Linked DNA regions of Zea mays: region 1 is linked to region 2. A link is a contact called in public Hi-C data. All regions are on one chromosome and are shown on one strand. Each heading gives the region's core, a stretch centred on a gene start, on an enhancer-like site or on the middle of the called end of the contact. The rest is flanking DNA. Distances are from core to core; before and after follow the strand shown.

Region 1 (4,818 bases), core at 348-2,847, 160 kb before region 2:
GAGTTTCGATCCAGTCTCAACATCTGTACAGGATAGTGTTGAGACTGCATGGGGGTGTTAGACTCCTGTTTAGGGCTAGTTTGGGAACACCGTTTTCCCAAGGGATTACAATTTTTCCAAGGGAAATTAGTTCATTTTCACTTGGGAAATTTGAAATCCCTTGGAAAAACAGTGTTCCCAAACTAGCCCTTAGGGTTAGGCTAGGGCTCTCTTGTATTTACCTGTTTACCCCCAGTGTAATGGGCTTGGCCCGCCGCTCTCTATAATATACACCCAACCCTGGATCAGGGTTACGGTTTCACACTTTCCAACTGATGACACCCTTAGAAGCTACTATAGGGTATCACAACTACGGATGTCAACGGATATATACCCAACAGGTATTATCATTCCAACTCGTACCTATAAAAAATCTACCCATCGAGTTACCACATATTCGGTCACGGGTATAGAATCTTACCTATATCCGTAACTGGACAGGTAATTTTACACATCGGGTAACCCATACCCGCTGGAAAAATATCAAATTCTAATATGTCAATCTCTCAAAATTTCAAACAAACACACAAAAATAAATTCAACTTCAAGTATAAAAAACATAAGATTATTGATAGTTAAACAAATGATAGCCGGAGAAATATTTTCTTTTAGCTAAGATAGAACTTATTAGATAGTAATAGTGGTATGATGTGGGTATATTTTACCCATGAGTAAACGAGTATTGGTAGTATTTGTACCCTTCTACCCGTCAGGTAGAGATTCTTACCCATTAACATATCCATAGGTAAAGAAATCATCTCATACCCGCCTTCATATCGGGTAAAACCCATCAGGTGGTGTCGATTGCTATCTCTAATCACAATCAATAATACCACCACCACGGATTCTAAACTAGCATCTGAAGCATTAGATTGGACGTCTAAAATAAAAACTAAGAAACTAAGGGCCTATTTGGTTCGCTGCCTAACTTGCCATAGTCTGTCTAACTTTTCTATCTAGGGTTAGTTCTTCAATTTTACCGACTAACTTAGGCAAGTTGTGGAACAACCAAACGGGTCATAAGACTATCTCCAGCAGTTTATCCATACTCATACCCATATTCAAACTTCATTCTGCGAACAGTGCAGTCTATAATACAAAACAATGTTTTGGATAGACAAGAGTCTAGAGCTTAAACATAGAATTTCTTATTTCTACTAACGGGATGGAAACCGATAGTACATGTGTCGACGGCCGGCGGGCTACTGACGCAGCGGATGACGATGGAGACTCTCCCCGCGGGTCGGCGCTGGCTGGTCATCGATGCCCTGGAAGCGAGTCACAGTTAGACGTATCCATCGGAAAACACACAAAAATCGCATACTGCGACGGGTACAAGGGAGGAGTCAGCTACTTGAGACAGAACGGAGACGAAGAAACAAAGGAGGAGGATGCGGTGATTGCAGGGGCACCGGCAGGGGCTGCTGCCATCGCGACGGCTCTAGGGAAGCAGAGACGGAGGCGGCGGAGGATGGCTAGGGACGTAAGGTGTTGAGTGACTGAAGGAACTTCGCTGGCTGACGGAGGGAGTAGGGTGTAGGGAACGATGTGAGTTTTTACGCGGGCCGTGGGCTACCCTGATGTCTTTTGACTGACGGCAGTTCCTTCATCCGTGGACCTTATGGGCCACACTCCGAGTCGTCGTGTGAGCTTTTCACAAGCCCGGCAACCATGCAGTGGTTGCCCCGTGCAAGTATTGCCAATCATTATTATTCGTTTATTTTCATCTCTCACGACAATTGAAGTGGCGATATTTATTTTAAAAAAAAAGCGTGATTATATCCTTTTCTGATCTTGTAATTGTGATTTTACCCTCGTTTTCAACTTTGTGATTTTACTCATTTATTTTGAAAACGAAGCTATCGTTTGGTCCTCCCTCTTAACACCGTTAGTGAAAAATCAGAATTAGTGATTAAAAAAATAAGAGGTAAAATCATAATTGCATGGTGGGAGAAGGGTAAAATCTCAATTAACCCTAAAAATGTCGAAATTTTCAGGGTTAATTGTGATTGTACCCTTCTCTCACCTTTCAATTGTGAGTTTACCCCTCATTTTTATGTTTTAATCACTAATTATGATTTTCGCTAACGACGTTAAGGGAGAGAGTTAAACGGCAGCTTCACTTTCAGAACAAAGGGATTGTAGGATCTAGGACACCGGCTATAGTTGGATGAATAGACGGTTTTTCAACTAAAAACAAGGACACTAGAGAAATTTAATAAAAACAACAAGAAATATAATTTTCTAGCTTTGATAGACTAACAAAATATGATGAGCAATTTTTATCAATACTACAAATGATAGATCACTAACTACTTGCAAGTAATGAGTAAAGAGTGAGAGAATGACACCGAAATTTATCTCGTGGTATCGGTGATTTGCCGATCATCCCTAATCCACGTTGAGGTGGAATTCAAGCTCTCGCTTGCTCCTCTATCAAGACACGATTTGATCTTTCAGCCAAGTGGTCAAGAACTCGCTCAATACCTCGATTCCACTAGTGTTACCTTTGCCGCTCCGACAAGGTGGGCGCGAACCCCTCACAACCAACACTGTGACTTCTCCACAATCTGCGCGGAGAGCTCGACGGAGACAACATCCGAGCCGTCTAGGAGGCGGCAACCTCTAAGAGTAACAAGTCGATGATGCTTGCCCGGTGTACCACCTAGTGCCTCAAAAGATCACAATGGATGCAAATGCACTAGAACCTCTCAATCACTCACTAGAATGCAATCTCAAGCAACGAGTGTGAGAGTTTGAGTTAGGTGATCACAAATGAGCTCAATGTGTGCTAGAAATGGCCAATAGAGCCCTCACACACAAGCTCCCCTTCTATTTATAGCCCCCAACACAAACCTAGTCGTTATATGCAACTAGCACATGTTCTACGCACACGTGTACGGTCCGTCTTACCAGTAACGGCTATAAAGATCGTTTGAAACATGTTAGCGCTGTCGGAAAAAGTCAAGCCTCGACGATCCGCCCGCCTAGGCCGGACGGTCCGGGGCCTGTTAATATGAAATGCTAGAGCACTGACCAATTTGAATAACACGGGCGGACTGTCCGCCAACAATGGTCGGACGATCCACACTAGGACCATATACTGTCCGGCTAAAAACCCCGGACAGTCCGTAGTACAATGACTCAAAAATACACCGTCCCTGCCCAAACTCATCTTGGTTCATGCGGAAGGTCCGGCCTCCTGGCCCGAACGGTCCACCGACCACATAACTAAGTAATTTAGATTGCGCTTTAATAAAAGACTTTGACTTTTGAAAACTGAAGCACTGTTGATACTCATGCAAATGCATCAGTTTATGCTCCATGAGGCACTAAGTTTTAAATCGATCAAGTTTATTGACCTCTCTTAATAGTACGACTATCTAGCCTACTAATAGTTATACACTCCTGATGCCCGGCAAAAACAAAACCTACGTTATACCTTTGCCTTCACTCGATGCACAACCAATAGTTATACGTCTCAAATATTTTCCTGTTTTCTGTGGTCCAATCCTGCATTCTTATTTCTCCAAGAATTGTTAGTACACAAGCAGTTGTCACTAATTACCAAAACACAACTAAGGGGCCTAGATGATTCATAGGGGTAAAATCACAAAGTTGAAAAACAATGAGTAAAATTATAATTGCAAGGTTAGAAAAGGGTATAATCGCAATTCCCCCTTACAAAAAGGCGAATCAATGATATATATATATATAGGTGCAATTGTGATTATACTCTTCTCCGTTATTGCAATTACGATTTTATCCCTCCTTTTTAACTTTGTGATTTTATCCCTCTATTTTGAAAATGAAGTTATCGTGTACCCCTTTCTCTTAACAGTGTTAGTGAAAATGAGAATTATTGATTAAAAAATAAAAAACGAGACGTAAGATCACAATTGCAAGGTGAGAGAAGGGTACAATCATAATTAACCCTAAAACGATGTCGAAATTTTTAGAGTTAATTATGATTATGCTCTTCTCTCATCTTGCAATTGTGATTTTACCCCTTAATTTTCGTTTTTTAATCTCTAATTCTGATTTTCACTAACGGTATTAAGGGGAGGGGTAAATAGCGGCTTCATTTTTAAAATAGAGGGGTAAAATCACAAAGTTGAAAAGTGAGGGGTACAATTGCAAGGTGTGAAAATGGTATAATCACAAATTCACAATTGCCCCTATATAAAAAAACTTGGAAATGATAACTAATGAATGTGTTTGAGTTATACTGGGAGCACAAATATCTATATTTTTACATGTTGCTTCTAAACGATTAGCAAATGCTAAGAAAAAAGTGAAATAAATTCAAAAGCACAAACTCACGTATTATAACTAAGCAAATCTATTACTAGTATTAGTATATACATTCAAGCATAACTAGCGAAGACGTGCCTCCTCAGTCTTACCATTGTGGTCTGACCGTTCTTCATGTGCCATTGCTAAATAAAAGAAACCGGTCGGCTGACGTGACCAGGGCACAAGACATGTCCGGCACGCCCGACGACACAAACAATAGTTTTTCTGTTCAACGACTATAATTGAAGAACTAACCTTAGACAGAAAAGTTAGACAAAGTGTGGCAAATTAGGTAGGGAACCAAACATACCTTAAATATACCGATGTCATCCACTCAAGAGAGTATGCATCTCTGCTCTTGCTCTTGTCATATCTAACTATAGTACTTATCCTTTGCAAGTGAAATGGGCTGTGCTACCTCGTTGGGTTCGGCGGGGTCTTCCTTTAGATAGCACAAATCGTTAGAGCAGGGGCGAAGATAGA
Region 2 (5,024 bases), core at 1,568-4,067:
GGCAAGGCAAGGCAAGCCAGGCAGGCAGGCGAGCGGGCGTGGTGTGGTGTTAATTTTTAGCACTCACTAACTGCGTTAACCTTTCTGTTGCCTGTCTCTTCGTCAGCCGAGTGACCCTTCTCCTTCAGCTGACCGACTCATGGCGTGACTCGGCGAAAGCTGGCCGACTCATGGCATGACTCGGCGAGAGCTGACCGACTCTTGGCGTGACTCGGCGAGACCTTTCTCCTTCAGCTTCCCTCTGCGAGAGGTTAAATAGAGGAGCACCCCTGTCACTCGGTACACGCGAGAAAACACTTTCAGAATCACAGTCCAGCCGCCGAGTGAGGGTATTTCCATCTCGTGACTTTGCGCGCACAGAGAAGCGAGAGGGCAGGTGCCTCCGAAGCCGGTGCCGTTCAAGACCTTGCACGGGGGATCGACAATTAGGTTTTTGGGAAGCGTCTACGCGACTGCCCAAAACATCTCCAACATGACAAAAGAAGCTGGCCAAGGATCTGGATCATCAGAGCGCATGGGAGGGTATGATCAGTTTATATATGTTTCATATATTCATCAATGTTGTTTCATATGTAGGAATGATTTTATTTTATCTGTTCTGTCTTATTATAATATGATAGATCTATCTGTTTTAATTTTACAGTCATGCTGTTTATGTTTCTATCTGTTTATTTTCAATTGTTCAGTCAGTTTACATGTTTATCGTATTTATATGATTTATATAATTCATATGCTTTATGTTCTCATGATACATATTGTTATGGATATATTTGATGTCATGATTAATTATCTTTTATATGTCATCATCATAATATTAATTTATGGAATTAAAATGATACGGAAAATGCCTATAACTCTTACAAAACCCCCTCATTTGTAGATATGAATGAGGAGGTTTTTGGGCTCCACAGAAACAATATACCGTTTTAAGTGATATGTTGGAGAAAGTATTAAAATCTACCCCACTAATTTTTTAAATGCCCCTTAAAATTGATTTTGATGAGTCATTTTCTAGGAAGCTCTTGGACTAACTCTTGTTCGAAAGATATTTCTCTTTCTTCAATTGAACCATATGAAATAATACACAAAGAACTAGCTTATATGTTATTATTGGAAAAGTGACATAGTTAGTGAAGTGGTCTGTACAAACAACATATGTATCACAGGACTAGATCTAGGGCATTTTTGTGGTGTCATGCGACACCAATAGATTTTAGTAATCTACATTAAAATGTATTTTTATTAGTTCTTAAATGAGTTGACGATTCTCTAACTTAATGTAGATGACAACAATGACAGTTTTGTCTAGATGTGCTTCCGTGTATCCATCCTTTTCACCCTAGCATTTGGGTTTCTTTTTAGTTTTGTTTGTTTGTTTGTAATTGTTCCTTAGCATGAAGTGCATATTGTTACCAGAGATTATCTCCAACAGCTTGCGGATGTGGCCGTGGACGTGGAAAATAAGTAAGAAACGGTTGCTATGCATGCGTCCAATAGTTCACGTAAAATTCATGACCTCGACCCACATCACACATATTCATTAGCTCGTATCCGTTGCGGAAAAGCCCACTTCTCATGGTGCATAGTGAAACTACTCGCTTGATTTTCATGCGTGACCTAATATTTAATGGATCCACGCGATCTTGCTAGAAACAGACTTCTTTTTGTGCGATGTCGTGGACCCACAAATGACTAGTATCCGCAACCGCAACCGTCGTTCTAATGGAGACAACCTTAAAGCTATTCATCTCCATCTCAATTTTCTGTTTTTTTTTCACTTTTACTCTATGGAGACAAATCATGTGTATGTGTGCTTTTGTTTAATTATTTGCAATTGTTGATCACCCAATAGATGTCTAATGGGTGCAAATGTAAAGATACGCAATAAACATTATGAGTGTGGGTGTGGCTCGATGTGCCGAGCATTAAAATGAATGGATGTTTGCTCCACCCACACTATACCCACCTACTAGCCATTGGTATAATGATATCCCTAGTTCAGATTCTTAAAATCTAGGTGCCGTTTGGTTCACATATTTGTAACGTAATGAGTAATGGATAACGTTAAATCATGTTTGTTTTAGTCCAACTGTAATCAGATACCACACTAAAATTTGATACCAGCCTATTCAAATTTGTTACCGTCAGTAATCGAGCCGAAACCATTACCATTACCATTTGCGTTACATTTTTTGAACCAAACACCACCTAAGTGCTTGCAAACAGACCTTACTTGCCTAATGCGCCACCGACGGAGACAGTCGAGTCGCCATCTACAGGGAGCCAGGGACCAGACGGAGGTAGTACATACTGGCACCTCTCGTTGAAGATCCTTCTTGGGCGCTTTTTTCTTGTGAACATCTGATGCATTTTGTCAGTCGAATAACTTCATTCCTGGTTTGTCCAATCAGCACAAGGCTGATCACAATATATTTTTTTTTGTGTTTGAAACTGGCCATAGGAATCCTGATGTCGACAGATCAAAACACACAAATTTCTTCTGCCTGTTCAAACAAACATTTTTTTCTTGGAGGAATCGAACAAGCATTTCCGTCTATCTAATCACAGCGGCCATTTGTGTAGGGTTGTGCACTTGTGCTCGTCTGCTGTGCCGCTGCCGGCGCACGGCCCCCAGTCTTTCGTTTGCCGTAACAGGCCGTCATCTGCGCTCCACTGCTCGGCCCAGCCCACTCTTGTAGACCCACCCACCTCCACCATGCGGGTGGTCTAGCCCAACGCGCGGGTCCACGGCGGTCTCGACTCAACCGCTCTACCCTCGCCTACTATAAAATGAACCAACGCGGACCTAGGGTTTCCTTCCTCATCCAGTGTTCTGTCCTAGCGCCGCCGCCGCCCCAGCTCGCCTTGCGTGACTGAGAGCTCGTCGGCTTCCGTCCACGCGTGAAGCGAGAGGTGCGACTCTTCTGTCTCCATCCATCCCCCCTTAAACGTTTCCTGTTTGCATGGCTTGATTCATGTGTGAGCGTTCTGAATCCTCTGGTCTTAGGCGCTTGTTCTGGTTCCACATAGTATGCGATGCATGAGACTAGTAGCTCGATTTTTTAAATTTTTTCTGTTTGATGCTGTGTGACTATTCTCGTGTGTTGTTCTTCCTTTTTGATGTGATCCGTAGACACTATGTGGTACAACCTTGAAGAGTATCCTAGGTTTTAGATTCCTCCGTGAATGAAACTGATCTGTATGTTAGTCTATTTAAACATCATGAATAACTCATATTTGTTCTAGAATAATATGTATTTCAAGTGTTGTGGAACTAAACATCGATGTTTTGGGCATAGTATCACCGGATTACTTCGTTTGTTATGTTGGATGTTGTGCGACTGCTAAACTAGTGATCGTGTGGGTCGATTTTTGCTGTGATCCTACTTTGTGGTACAACCTAAGAGGGTCCTTGAGTGAACATTACAAGCATGCTGACCAACACTTATCCCTTAGCTCAGTGACTCGACAATATTGACTTGCTTTTGCTTGATAACCTAGTAAACGAAACATTATTGCGGAAACACTCAAGTTCATTCTTTTTACCTCTCCAATGCATGGTAATATTTATAATATGGATTCGTGCCAGCAAGGTGATAGTATTTACGCTGCCATTGTGCTAGATGATGCATTAGGGCATGTACAGTGGTGTTTAATGTGGGGGCTCTTAAGGTGTTTTAGGGGGTTATTTGCAAAATAATCTTAGAGCCGTCTCTCCGTGAAGAGACGCCTCTGGCTCGTAAACCAAGTAACAACAGACGCCTCACTTCCCACTGTACGAATTTGTCGTCTGTTCTATCGATCTGATGCTATACAAATACATTTAATTCTGTATTTATTAATAGACTACGTTTATAGACACTCCATTGTACAATAGAGTCTCTTAGTTGTCTCCTTTGCTTGGAGAACCGTTTTGGTGTCTCTCCACTGTACATGCCCTTAAGTTAACTTCTCTTCATACCACAAACACAATGTGCTGGATACCAGATAGTGCGTGTTGTGTTCATGGTTTTCTCATGTGCATGTAATCCTGTTAATTTGTTTGTCAGTTTCTGTTCACAAAGCTCCAGTAGCAACAAACCATGTGACAGTGCAGTTAAAATGAACTATGTGATCAAAGCATATGGTTCACCTTGATTACTGACAAATGCTTTCTATTAATGCAGCATGGACACCCAGGTGAAGCTTGCTGTTGTGGTGAAGGTGATGGGCAGGACCGGCTCCAGGGGTCAGGTGACCCAGGTCAGAGTGAAGTTTTTGGATGACCAGAACCGGCTCATCATGAGGAATGTCAAGGGGCCCGTTCGCGAGGGTGACATCCTCACCCTGCTCGAGTCCGAGAGGGAGGCCAGGAGGCTGCGCTGAAGCCCTAGCGTTCTTGGTGGGCTCTTGTATGGTCTTTGGTGTCTTGGAATTTGTGCTATGTTTGAACTTCTGTGACCCTGTTTTAAGAGTAGTAAGCCTGGTTATAAGATTGCAGTTTTGTTTATCTTGGTTGAAAGTGCAATTGGTGTTGAGACATGGTTATCCTTGCTATATTATCTATAAAACGACGCATGCATTGAATACTAGATTTAAGCCTTGTAAATTCTCTTGACATCTGTTGCTTTCGTATCGGCAAGGGCCGTTGGTGAGGCGCGGCCTGGCTCCCGGGCGACAGACGGCGAGGCGGCCATCTACTGGCGATGGGACGAGAAAGCGACAGAAGAAAGAAATGAAAAACAGAATGAACTGTTTTTTAGTTAGTAAATCATGTTCCAGGTTTGATGATTCTAAAACTGATGGATTACCTCTTAAAAAACAAATCATAATCTAGTTTTGATGGATCTAAAACTGGTGGGAGCTCAGTTTCAATTTTACCGAATATGAAGCTAGTGGACCTCTATCTATCTAGTGGCCCGAGTCCCACGGAACACAGAAAGAGGTCGGGTGCAATGCAACATGCATTTGTATATCAGGTAGTTGTACATTAGACAATGCGTTCGGCAATACCGTGCGCAACAGGAAATTTAATAGTGCAGCTA

What was found. A called contact is a pair of places that touch in the nucleus more often than the background predicts.
Region 1: a contact with region 2 is called in a Hi-C map of leaf mesophyll, with 2.3 times the contacts expected there. The contact joins the promoter of LOC100283445 here to the promoter of LOC100281083 in region 2. A contact is called at or near these places in 5 of 25 Hi-C or Micro-C datasets (ear, leaf, leaf mesophyll and 2 more).

What each region holds. Positions count from the first base shown.
Region 1 is chr1:46,682,996-46,687,813 of Zm-B73-REFERENCE-NAM-5.0, reverse strand. LOC100283445 (transaminase/ transferase, transferring nitrogenous groups) reads right to left here and starts at 1,597. Exons shown (of 10, transcript NM_001156346.3): 1 at 1,394-1,597; 2 at 1,222-1,307. The coding sequence starts at 1,470.
Region 2 is chr1:46,520,088-46,525,111 of Zm-B73-REFERENCE-NAM-5.0, reverse strand. LOC100281083 (40S ribosomal protein S28) reads left to right here and starts at 2,817. Exons shown (of 2, transcript NM_001154002.2): 1 at 2,817-2,913; 2 at 4,167-4,569. The coding sequence starts at 4,168. The coding sequence ends at 4,365.